3 separate regions of the Sus scrofa genome follow, and all the other regions are linked to region 2. A link is a contact called in public HiChIP or PLAC-seq data. All regions are on one chromosome and are shown on one strand. The core of a region is the stretch at or near the end of the contact, and the rest is flanking DNA. Distances in the headings are between cores, read along the strand shown.

Region 1 (4,581 bases), core at 379-2,878, 150 kb before region 2:
CAAGTCCATGATTCTCTTTTCTGTGGAGATGTTCATTTGTTCTGGATATTAGATTCCAGTTATAAGTGATATCATATGGTATTTGTCTTTCATAGCCTGTTTTTTCAATCTTGCTCTTAGCTGTGCTGCTTGGTCTCCCTCATAAATGTGCAGAACGGCAGTAGAGGACATGGTGGAATTCATACGCAGAATTCACCACTCCTCCTTTGTGGTTATCTCCTGGATTTTTCCCTTTACTTTTCAACATCATGATAGTCCAAAAGACTAGGTTTGTTTGGAGTTCCCATTGTGGCACAGTGGTTAACGAATCCAACTAGGAATGATGAGGTTTCGAGTTCAGTCCCTGGCCTTGCTCAGCAGGTTAAGGATCTGGCGTTGCCGTGAGTGGTGGTGTAGGTTGCAGACACGACTCGGATCCCATGTTGCTGTGGCTCTGGCGTAGGCCGGCGGCTACAGCTCTGATCAGACCCGTAGCCTGGGAACCTCCATATGCCACAGGTGCAGCCCAAGAAATGGCAAAAGACAAAAAAAAAAAAAAAAAAAAAAAAGACTAGGTTTGTTTGTTTGAGTTTTAGTCACTCCATTCAGCAGTGACTAGAGATGCCCCAGGAGAAGAGCCATTAACAGAGAGTCCCCTCGTGCTGCAGCGGTAAAGGATCCCGTGTTGTCACTGCAATGGCCTGGGTTGCTGCTGTGGCACAGGTTTGATCCCTGGCCCATATTGCCATGTATGCGGCCTAAATAAATAAATAAATAAATAAGGTAAAATTGCAGCTCTAGTCCAGTGACCTTCCTCTCTGAGAAGGATGACTTCTCTCTAGTTTCTAGCAGCTTTTGATTACTTTCCAGTGCTTCCAAGTGAGTATTAATTATATTTTATCTAGGGTTGGGAACTGTTGTCTGTGAAAGGGTCGGCCCAAACTTGAACATTACCATTACCAGAACAGGAATATGCATAACCAAAAATTATAATGATTTGTAAGTCAAGTATATGCCAATAAAATTTATTTTAATAATTATAATTATTTTCTTTGAGTCTTTAAAATTTGAGGTCTTGAGATGAAATATACCAATGTATATGACTATTATTAGCAGAAGATATTAACCATACTTAGACATGTTTCCATTAATAATGATTCGCTCTCTGGGAATTAGTAGGAAATATAGTTTCTCATGAGTTTTGTTCTAAAATGCAAGACTGTCCTCTGTTCTGACAAAGTACTCTGTCACAGCAGGCAAGCACAAATTATTTCAGCTGTGAGTCATCCTCCTCATCATAACTTCATGATGAAGCTTACTTATTTTCTCCCTTTGCTAGGTAAAGGAGAATTTCTCACTCCCTTCTAGAATAGCTCCATTATTATTAGTTTTATATACTGGGCTACCATTCACAATTTTGCTTAAAGAAAGTGTGCCACTGACAGTCTCTATAATTCAATAAGTTAATATATTTTAGTTTTCATGACTATGGAAGAGTGGTATAATTGTTGGCATAGCAATTCCTACTCCTCAAGTTTCTGTTGTGGCTCAGCAGATTAAGAATCTGACTAGTGTCCCTGAGGATGTGGGTTCCATCTCTGGCCTTGCTCAGTGGGTTAAAGGATCCAGTGTTGCCATGAGTCATGGTGTAGATAGCAGACATGGCTTGGATCTGGCGTTGCTGTGGTATAGGCCGACAGCTGCAGCTCTGATTCAACCCCTAGCCTGGTAACTTTCATATGCCAAGGGTGTGGCCCTAATAAGACAAAAAAAAAGAGAAGAAATTCCTACTTCTAAACCATCTCCTTCAAACTACTGCCTACTTGATAGTAGGTGAAATCACTTACTAAAAACAACTCCTCTGATTTTTCTATTTTAACTTATCAAAGATCCATAATGCAATCCCTATACTGGCAATTATTTTTCCATCAATATTACTAGTCCATCCTATCTGGCATTTTCATGATAGTAATCAAACTAAAAGACAAAATGGAGATTGGTGCTGAGAAGTGTGTACTGTTCATAGCAAATGTTCCGTAAGTTTAAAGGCATGTATGCAGCTGTTTTAACTGAACTAAGATCTTCCTAATAATTCATAGCTGTAATCGTACCAACTTTCTAGCATCAGACACATTTACAAAAGATTATCATTGCCTAAATGTTATGCAGTTTCATTTCTTTAAGTTTCAGAATTATCACCTGGATGTTCCTATTTATCAGAAAGGTGGGAATCTTCATCTTAATTGTAATAAGAACTCATTAATCATCTGCTATCATCTTAATCAAGAGGAATAAATATTGTAATAAGCATTCACTTAAAGCCTCCAGTGAACTAAGACGCTGTTTATTTTTTATTTTATTTTTGTCTTTTGTCCTTTCAGTGCCGCACCCTTGGCACATGGAGAGTCCCAGGCTAGGGGTTGAATTGGAGCTGTAGCTGCTGGCCTACACCAGAGACATAGCAACATGGGATCCGAGCCTCATCTGCAACCTACACTACAGCTCACAGCAACGCTGGATCCTCAACCCACTGAGCAAGGCCAGGGATCAAATCCGTAACCTCATGGTTCCTAGTCAGATTCATTAACCACTGAGCCACAACGGGAACTCCTAAGATGCTGTTTAAATGAAAAACAACACACTGAAAGAAATCAGAGGATTCCCTCCTCGTTGGAGTGCTTACTAATTTACTGAATGTATGCTGAAGGCTTTTTAATGATAAAGGAAAAGTATTAGATGCTCTTTTCAGTGTGTTAACTGAGAACACAATGTCTAGCCTTTGCCACACATTCGAAAGCTACTATATCACCTGATCTAAAATACTGTTAAGTTCCTCCTCCTATGTTAAAGCTTCTTGGAGACACTGGCCGTGTCACATTATTAATCTTTGTTATTCTCAGTGCCTAACATGTCGCCTTGCATCTTGACAGGTAGTCCGCAAATGTTTGTTAAGTAAATTCGTCTTTATTTAGTAAAATTTTCCATAAGCCGTTCAGGTAACAGGAAAAACACAGGACCTGAAAGTCTTTCACAGTAAGGATATTATTATTGCTGCCATTTTAATTGCTACTACTAATGCAATCATTTAAACCTACCTACCAGATTGTGCTATTTCATTGATTAAAAGTTTCTCGTCTTCAGTTTCATAAACTGTGTCATGAGGGTGAAATCTTCTTGTGCTACTTGATCATCAACTGAATGACTGTGTTACCCACAGCATGTCAGATAAATATAAAGCATTAATAACTGTACTGTGTTGTAAGAGCCCCATGAATGACCAGAACTTCACATCTTATAATCATGTTGTAAAACAAGATGTGCTCAGCTCAAAAAAAAAAAAAAAATTCTCTGTCAAGGATAATCACAATCAAGTACAGGCAAGTACATTGGTGTCTACACTATCATGTAAAACTGAAGTTGCCTTAGACCCACAGTCTTGCTGTTTACAACATGGTTTTTTTGTTTTTGGTTTTTTTTTTTTTTTTTTTTTTTTTTTTTTTTTTTTTCGTCTTTTCAGGCTGTACCCACAGCATATGGAAGTTCTCAGGCTAGGGGTGAAACTGGAGCTGCAGTTGCCAGCCTACACTACAGCCACAGCAATGCTGGATCCGAGCTGTGTCTGCGACCTATACCACAGCTCACGGCAACGCCAGATCCTTAACCCACTGAGCGAGGCCAAGGATCAAGCCCAAGTCCTCATGGATACTAGTTGGGTTGGTTAACTGCTAAGTCACTATGGGAACTCCTAGACAGCTTATTTTAAAAAGCAAAATAGTCAATGCTGAGAGTTCCTGACATGGCTCAGCAGTTAATGAACCCGACTAGTATCCATGAGGATGAGGGTTCTTTCCCTGGCCTCCTCAGTGGATTAAGGATCTGGTGTTGCCATGAGCTGCGGTGTAGGACACAGACGCAGCTCGGATCCCGCATTGCTGTGGCTGTGGAGTAGGCCAGCAGCTGCAGCTCTGATTCGACCCCTAGCCTGGGAACTTACATGTGCCATGGATGCAGTCCTAAAAAGAAAAAGAAAAAGAAAAAAAAAAAAAAAAAAAAGGTGCTGCTGGTTGGTAGCTTGATGGTGAGAAAAGTACAGTTTTTAGTATCAAAATGAATAAGCAGTAAAAATGGCAGAAACAAAGACCAAGAAGTGAGAAAACTCATGGTGCATTTCAGTATTAGTGAGTAGGTCAGTGTGGCTACAGCAAAGGCTATAGTAGAAAACAGGCAGGAAAGGTCAACTGGGATCAAATTAGGGAGGGCCTTGAATCCCCTGTTACCTAGAGTGATTGAACTTCACACGAGGGTGAATAGGAAACCTTGATGCTGTCTGAGTGGGGATCAGTTTGATGGAAACCATGTTTGGAAGGCTGGTCTCATAATGACATCACGCAGAAATCAGGAGCAAGTGGGTAATCATTCACTCTCACAGAATATAGAATTAAATAAATACTTTCTATTTTACTTTATTATTCTGAAATATATCATAAATGCAGGAGCAAAATTCAATAAGTACATACAGTTTTGTTTTTTTTTTAGGGACGCACTTATGGCATATGGAAGTTCCCTGGCTATGGGTCGAATTAGAGCTACAGCTGTGGGCCT
Region 2 (4,072 bases), core at 706-3,205:
TGCTGCAAAAGCTGGGCACCTACTAGGGCTGAGGCAGGTCCATGCTGAGTGCCTACACTCTTTTGTCTCTTCCGGGGTCCCAGGAAATGTCCTGTGCAAATCCAGGTGTATCCCACTCCTGTGGACTGCTCCTTGTGTCCTAAGCTTAGCACAGACACCTTAAAAATGGAGAAAGCCGCCCTCGTCATTTTTGCTGAGCTCCTGCAGTACTGAGTGTGTTCATCTCTGAGAATCTGAGGTGCCTACGTACAGCTGCCTCAGTTTCTCTCCAAATGTGAGAATACAGCAAAAAATCCTGAGATTTTGTTTGTTACTTCCTCGTACTGCCTTGGGGAAGGAGCTGCTGTTAGCACAAGGAAGGAACTGTCGTGAGCTCTACAATGGGGTTGAAACATACGAAAATAGCTTGGGAGTTCCCATGATGGCTCAATGGTTAATGAACCCAACTAGTATCCATGAGGACACAGTTTTGATCACTGGCTTCACTCAGTGGGTTAAGGGTCTGGCATTGCCTTGAGCTGTGGTATAGGTTGCAGACATAGCTTGGATCCTGAGTTGCTGTGGCTCTGGCATAGGCTGGCAGCTGTAGCTGATTCGACCCCTAGCCTAGGAACCTCCATGTGCCGTGAGTATGGTCCTAAAAAGGCAAAAAAAAAAAAAAAAAGAAAATAGATTGGAGGTGGCGAGGGAAGAGTTGGGAGTGGTACTCATGACTGCCCCATCAAGCCATCTCAGGTCTGGAAGTGAGCTTGACATTGGAGCTTTTTGGCATAGGAACATGCCTGGTTGGTAAGTACCTTTTTTTCCCCCTATCTAGAACCTCTAAACATCCATGATATGTATCAATGAGATTTTTTTAAAAAAACTTTTTGTTTTAGAAAAATGTTAGTTTTCTAGAAAGTTGCAAAGGTAGTATAAAGTTTCCATATTTCTGTATACCCTTTACCCAGCTTCCCAGATTTTCATATAACCATGATACATTTGTCAAAACCAAAATTAACTAGGAGTTCCCATAGTGGCACTATGGGATTGGTGGCATCTCTGCAGCACCAGGACACAGGTATGATCCCCAGCCTGGCACAGTGGGTTAAAAGATCTGGTGTTTCTGTAGCTGTGGCTTAGGTCGAAGCTGAAGCTCAGATCTGATCCCTGGCCCAGGAACTCCATATGCCATGGGTCAGCCGAAAAGAAAGAAAGAAAAAAAAACACTGCATTTAGTCATCACATGTCTAGCCTCCTCTAATCTGTGACAGTCTCTCAGACTTTTCTTGTTTTTCTTGACTTTAAAATTTGAAAGGTACTAGCTAGGTACCTATAATTGTCCCTTAATTTGGGTTTGACATTTTCTCAAGATTAGGCTGGAATTATTATTATTATTATTTATTTTTTTTTTTTTTTTGTCTTTTTGCTATTTCTTGGACCACTCCCGCGGCATATGGAGGTTCCCAGGCTAGGGGTCGAATCGGACCTGTAGTCTCCGGCCTACGCCAGAGCCACAGCAAAGCGGGATCTGAGCCGCGTCTGCAACCTACACCACAGCTCACGGCAATGCCAGATCGTTAACCCACTGAGCAAGGGCAGGGACCGAACCCGCAACCTCATGGTTCCTAGTCGGATTCGTTAACCACTGCGCCACGACGGGAACTCCTGGAATTATTATTTTTGAGAAGACTGCCACTGAAGTAAACTTTCTCCTCACATCACGTGGGGGGCAAGTGATATCAACATGACTTACCTCCATTGGTATTAACCTTGATCAGTTAGTTGAGTAAAGTGCTATCTTCTGGCTTTCTCTAGTTGAAGCTACTGTCTTTTATTCTTCTCCTACTTTCTGTTTTGTTTTGTTTGGGGTTTTTTTTGGCATGCAGAAGTTCCCAGACCAGGAACTGATCCTGTGCTACAGCAATGATAATGCACGATCCTTGACTCACTAGGCCACCAGGGAGCTCCCTACTCTCTTCTTTGGAAGCAAGTAATAATACGTCCAGCCTGTGCTCAAGGGAAGTGGGCTTGAGCGCCACCTTCTGGACAGAGTCATATCTGCTTATGTTAACTGGAATTTTTCTGTAAGCAAATTCCGTCCCTTTTCCTCATTCGTTTACTTATTTAGTCATTTATTTTTTATCAGTATAGATTCATGGGTGTTTATTTTTATTTTTTGGGTTATAATCCAATGTTATGTAGTTGCTCAAATTAGTCTACAGTGACCAGTGGGAGATCTTGTGTCTTTTTTTTTAAAGTACTTCTTTACATTTGAACACTGTTTGATGCTCTAGGCCTGTCTTATGTTTTCCCTGTCCCAAACCTGGATTCAGTCCATTTGTCCAAGGAAATCAAAGAGGTTTTTTTCTCTTTTTATGGCTACACTGCAGCATATGGAAGTTCCCAGGCTGGGTGTCTAATCAGAACTGCAGCTGCCGGCCTACACCACAGCCATGGTAACACTGGATCTGAGCTGCATCTGCAACCTATGATGCAGCTGGCAGTAACACAGGATACTTAACCCACTTAAGCAAGGCGAGGAATTGAACACAAATCCTCTCAGACACTATGTTAGTTTCTTAACCTGCTGAGTTACAGTGGGAACTCCCAAAGAGGTGGGGTTTTTTTGTTTCCTTTTTAGGGCTGCACCCTCGGTGTATGGAGTTTCCCAAGCAAGGGGTGGAATTGGAGCTGTAGCCACTGGCCTATGTCACAGCCACAGAAGCACAGGATCCGAGCCGTGTCTGCCATCTACACTACAGCTCACAGCAATACCAGATCCTTAACCCATTGAGCAAAGCCAGGGATCGAACGTCCAACCTCATGGTTCCTAGTTGGATTCGTTTTTTCTGTGCCACGACAAGAACTCCCCAAAAGAGTATTTTTAATGGGGTAGATCTTAAGCCTTTCTGATTGGTACCTAACTGAAAGGTAAAAATCTTGAAGAATTCACTAAGAACTTAAGTTTGACTTAAGTGAAACTATGTCATCTTCTAAAACATATTGAAGTTCATTTGCTCTTTAGAAATATATTTTTCATTATAAAATGATGATAGGACAGTGGTTTATTCAGAATTGAGAGTTATTGGTTTGATATTTGTGTTCATGAAATTTTGCATATTGATTCATTTTTTAAATACTTTTAATATAAAAGTAACTGCTTTCATTTTATAAAAAGCTGTAGAGTGATAGTTTTTAAAATGTGAATGAGAAATGAAATAAGGCAAATTAATAAGGAAATTAATTAATAAGGAAATTAATATTTGTTGCTTTTTTCTTTATGCCAAGAATTGCACCCATACACATGTCTGCTCTGTTCCTGTGATTACCTCTGCCCTTGTACCATTACCCTATATTGTAATTATTTACTGGTCTTTCTCCCAGCTTCTTGAAGATAGCAGATATGTTTCTCATCTGAATCTCCAGCATGTAGCATAGTATTTGGCTATAAAGGCACTCAATATCAAGTATGGCCATTTTTTTTTTTTTTCTTTTTCGGGCCATACCCATGGCATATGGAGGTTCCCAGGCTAGGTGTTGAATTGGAGCTGTAACTGCCGGCCTACCCCACAGCCACAGCAACTGCAAGGGACCCAGGCCACATCTGCGACTTACACCACAGCTCACAGCAGCACTGGATCTTTAACCCACTGAGTGAGGCCAGGGATCTAACCTGTGTCCTCAGGGTACTAGCCAGATTTGTTTCCTCTGAGCCACGACGGGAACTCCCAAATATGACCATTTCTGTTCCCATTTTAAAGATGAGGAAGCTGAGGCTTAGAGAAGTTAGGTTAATTTGTACAAGAATTACTTAGCTAGTTTGTGGTAGAACAAGGGTTTGAAATTAAGATGTTTGGTTCTTAAACATACTGCTTTTTTCATTGTACTACTCTGACAGTTTATCGATAAGATGCAAATACTTCTCTGCATTATTTCCAAATTAACAACCTGTTAAGAGTATTCATAAGGAACTGGTAACATTTGTTGCTTCCTGGGAGAGGCAAGAGTCTTGAGGACAGAAATGTTCTAAGACATTAGTTTTGGAAGCTGTTGAATTTTGAACCATGGAACTATTTTATTTATTTATTTA
Region 3 (4,021 bases), core at 1,101-3,600, 180 kb after region 2:
TCAGGCCTAGGTCAGCCCAAGGCAGACCCCAGTCGTGTGACCACCTTTGTAATGTGGAGCTTTTGCTGTCACTGTTGATAGATGATACAGCAGCCTGCCCAAATACCCACTTTCAAGCGTCATGATCTTACTATGTATAGTCTTAAAATGTATTACAGACCTTTAGTTTCAGTTGTTCCCAGTGGCCCTGGAAATCTCTGCTCTACAGTCATTTGTACTTTTGCCAAGACCTAACTGGCACCTGCTCCTTGAGGTGTTGGAGTGGATGTGAGTCTCTTAGCCTCACTGTACCCCAGATCTGCAGCCACTTTTCTGAGAGGTTAGAACCCATGTGGAAGATGGCCCAGAAAAAAGGTCAGCTATTAGTTTTACATTTGGGGACTATTTTAGAAGCACTTCAGTATATTTCTTAGCAAATGGCAGTATTTCTTTACTGTATTTTGCTTTTAACAGAAATACCCTCCTCAACTCAGCTTCAGTTCTCCAAAACCTCCTTTATAAAATTTCAGAAAATCATTTAATTTCTTAATACCTGTTAGATAAGATTAAACTATGTATTGCTACCCAAATGTATCTCAAGATATGAAAACATTGTCATTTTTGAATATTTTAATTGCATGCTAAATTTTTTTCTAGGTGATTATTTCTTCATGTCTAAATAGGAAAATGGTTTTTATTTCTGTCAGTTTTCCATTATGTTTAAAACAAATGACTATACTATTGATTTGGCCCCATTTTGTAATCAAAAAGCTCTGTTTTTTGAGACACGTGGTACTGAGATCACGAGATTCATTCTGCTCTGTAGTGAGCAAGTATGTACGGATGTACGTGTGTGTAAGTGTGGAGGTTGAGTACGGTGTGCTGAAGTTGGAGTGGCGCCAGTGTATGGATGAATCTGCTCGTTTGTGTCTCTCCGACTTTGCATGTATTGTTAACTCGTGTCTCCTAGAGGAGCGCCTAGCAGAGGCTGCAGATGTTTGGCAGGTATCTGCACTTGCCTCTGTGTACTTGTACATCATGTAGGAAGGCCTCTTGCCCGTTGTTTTAGAAGTGTGATGGGGGGTGGAGAGCCCCACAGGGACCCTGCTACAGCGTGTAAGTGCCCCTTGTTCTGGTGTAAGAGATGTGGCACATAGGATATTTTTTCTAAAGTAAATAGAATCACATTTTCAATACTGTAGGGAATTTGTTCTTAACAAGTGCCCTCTGGTGAATTCCTTGCAAAATGAACATTAACAAAAGTTAAATTCTGATCTCTTCATGTTTGGTTTTATGTATAAAGTTTCATTACGTTAAAATAGCTCAAAACTCTCATTAACCCTTATTGTGCATATGGATTTTTCAATCCAGTACCTGACGGTTGGTCTTTTGCATGTGCTTCCAGGTCATGTTCCTTGGGGAGCTGGAGGAGATACTGGATGTGATTGAACCATCGCAATTTGTTAAAATCCAAGAACCTTTGTTTAAACAAATTGCCAAGTGTGTTTCTAGCCCCCATTTTCAGGTTAGTAATTAAGAGGACATGAGCTAGAGTGACTTTTACCACATACATTAATTACTTTGGTAAAGTTTTATTTGTGTTGGAGTTCCCCTAATGGCGCAGTGGTTAACGAATCCGACTAGGAACCATGAGGTTGTGGGTCCAATCCCTGGCCTTGTTCAGTAGGTCGAGGATCCAGCATTGCTGTGAGCTGTGGTGTAGGTTGCAGATGCAGCTCGGATCCCGCGTGGCTGTGGCTGTGGCTGTGGCCAGCCGCTATAGCTCCAATTAGACCCCTATCCTGGGAACCTCCATATGCTTCAGGAGCAGCCCTGGAAAAGACAAAAAAAAAAAAAAAAAAAGTTTTATTTGTGTTGAAAGAAAAGTAGTGGACACTAGCTACCTGGTTTTGTTTGCTGTTTTTTCACATGATCACAATACTTTTGATAATAACCACCTTCCTCTTGAATACCTGCTACATGACAGCCCCTATCCATTAACTTGAATTCCCTTGAGCACTTGGAAAGGAGGCATTATGATGTTTATAGGTGTGAACCCTGATGCTCACAGTGGTAACATAACTTGTCTCAAGTAAAATAGCTGAATGAGAGGTGGACTGGTAGGGCCCCTCTAATGTGTAAGAGAGATGCTAACTAAGCTTAAGTGGAAAAAGAGAACATAATATTCTATACTGTGCTGGATGCTTTACATGATTTACTCCTAAACTTGTAATTATCCTCCTACCTGCCTCTCTAGAGAGAATTATGTGCTCAAGTTCCCAGTCAGCAGGAAGTGGGGAGTTAGTAGGTGCAGCTTCTTTTGAAAGCAGGTGACCTTCCTGTGGCACCACACTGCCTCCCTGTGGCCACTCTGGGGGAACAAACCTGAGCAACTCTTTTTGCAGTTGGGGCTGTTTTACCAGGGCTGAGGGACCCACACTGGGGGGAAGAGGGTGCCCTGGGGTCCACACATTAGGTTTTATACTTTGTCCACCAAAGGTCCAAATCTCAGACCTGGACAATTGCCTCTTTATGTACATACAGCCTGTGGATTTGAAGAGATTGCTCAGATTGGAGTTGACAGCACAGAACCCCATTGCTAATGTGCTGGACTTTTCCCTGAGCTGTCATTATCTTGCATAGAGACACTGGCTGTAGTCATTGTTTTCATTTTTAACCTGAAGACATCTTAGTGTGTCAAGTCAGTGATCTTAAGACAACCTTGCAATTGTATCACAAAGCCAAAAAAAAGAGTAGAAACTGTTACATGACCATTACATTCAGATGATACGCTTTAGGCATGGGTCTTAAAAAATGCAGGACACTATGTAGATGTTTTACATATTCCACATGGCCTGTGGTGCTCAAATAGCTGGGTTGTTCACCTAATTCTTCAGTCTTTATTAGGATGTTTGGTGTCATGGAGGGCAAAGAACAGGACTCTTTTTTAAAATGAGAATTGCCAGGGAGCCTTAAATGATGCTCAGAAGCTTAGAAAGGAGATGAAATGTCTGACATAGCTGGGGCTGTGTCTTAAGGCTACTGTAACAAAATACCACAGATGAGGCAGCTTACAAACAACAGCAGTTTTTTCCCCAGTTCTGGAGGCTGGTGGTCCATTTGGAAACGGTGGTGGTATGGTGGCAGCACGGCTGGCTGAGGGCTCTCTTCTGGGTCCCAGACTTCTCTTATGTCCTCACATGGTGGGAGAGGCTGGGAGCACTTAGGAGCCTCTATTCAAAGGTACTTTTTCGGCCCTGGAGGTTAGGATCCAACATAGGAGTTTTAAGGAGACACAAACATTTAGACCACATCAGGCTTCCACAAGGAAACCCTGTGTGGCTTCAACACTGCTTAATTTCTCATAGTTCTCTAGGCTGGGAGCCTGCAGTGCAAGTTTCAGTGCTCTCCGCCTCTGTGAGGGCACTTTTCTGGCTTGCACACCTTCTCCCTGGGTCCTTCCCCCGGGTCCTCACGTGGCCTCTTCATTCCTCGCTGCTGGAGGAGAGAGAAGGGCGTCTCTCTTTTCTCTTCATAGAGGGCCACCAAACCTGCCAGTCAGGTTAGGACCCTCTTCTATGACCACATTTAACCTAATGACCTCCTGTCTCCAGGTGCACTCACACAGGGGTTAGGGTGTCAACACATGGATTATGCAGGGGGTGGGGTGGGAGTGGGGACAGAGGGTGAAGATGAAGTTTAGTCCATACAAGGAGGAAAAAGAATTTTAAAATTATTTGACAGAGGTAAAACAGAACAAAAGAAGGAAGGGGAGCGAAGAGTTTCTTTATTCATTCCATGACGTGTTCTTTGGTTCATCCAGCAAATGTGACCCTGTTGTAGCCACCTGCTTTTGTAGGTGTGGCCCTGCGGTTGCAAGGCTCTGAGCTAGAGACACTGCCACTGTGTGTAAAGGACAGCGGGTCCTACAGTCAGAAGTGCCAGTTCTCACTTTGCATAAACAATGGCTTTCCTCTTTAAGGGGCTTTGCTGGATACTGACTTTCGTCTGTACATGACCTTACATATTGATAAGTAGATAA

The links. HiChIP or PLAC-seq counts read pairs in DNA pulled down with a chosen protein or histone mark.
Region 1: an H3K27ac HiChIP or PLAC-seq map of alveolar macrophages shows a contact between it and region 2. The contact joins two enhancer-like sites. A contact is called at or near these places in 2 of 47 Hi-C or Micro-C datasets (retroperitoneal adipose tissue and subcutaneous adipose tissue) and 1 of 2 datasets of contacts at active chromatin or transcription factors (alveolar macrophages).
Region 3: a contact with region 2 is called in an H3K27ac HiChIP or PLAC-seq map of alveolar macrophages. The contact joins two enhancer-like sites. A contact is called at or near these places in 12 of 47 Hi-C or Micro-C datasets (blood, embryonic fibroblasts, fibroblasts and 7 more) and 1 of 2 datasets of contacts at active chromatin or transcription factors (alveolar macrophages).

What each region holds. Positions count from the first base shown.
Region 1 is chr1:194,311,208-194,315,788 of Sscrofa11.1, forward strand. The region is part of intron 2 of SYNE2 (nesprin-2); the gene reads right to left. Among named protein-coding and RNA genes, the nearest start is that of SGPP1, 38 kb to the right of the region's middle. Within about 2 kb of position 1,629, at least 3 of the 83 cell types and tissues checked have an H3K27ac peak or open chromatin away from gene starts, as enhancers often do. A contact at or near this core is called in alveolar macrophages, where this site is marked.
Region 2 is chr1:194,459,631-194,463,702 of Sscrofa11.1, forward strand. All of the region lies in intron 1 of WDR89 (WD repeat-containing protein 89), which reads left to right. Among named protein-coding and RNA genes, the nearest start is that of WDR89, 22 kb to the left of the region's middle. Within about 2 kb of position 1,956, at least 3 of the 83 cell types and tissues checked have an H3K27ac peak or open chromatin away from gene starts, as enhancers often do. A contact at or near this core is called in alveolar macrophages, where this site is marked.
Region 3 is chr1:194,640,046-194,644,066 of Sscrofa11.1, forward strand. PPP2R5E (protein phosphatase 2 regulatory subunit B'epsilon) reads left to right here. Exons shown (of 14, transcript NM_001244062.1): 11 at 1,385-1,504. Among named protein-coding and RNA genes, the nearest start is that of GPHB5, 95 kb to the right of the region's middle. Within about 2 kb of position 2,351, at least 4 of the 83 cell types and tissues checked have an H3K27ac peak or open chromatin away from gene starts, as enhancers often do. A contact at or near this core is called in alveolar macrophages, where this site is marked.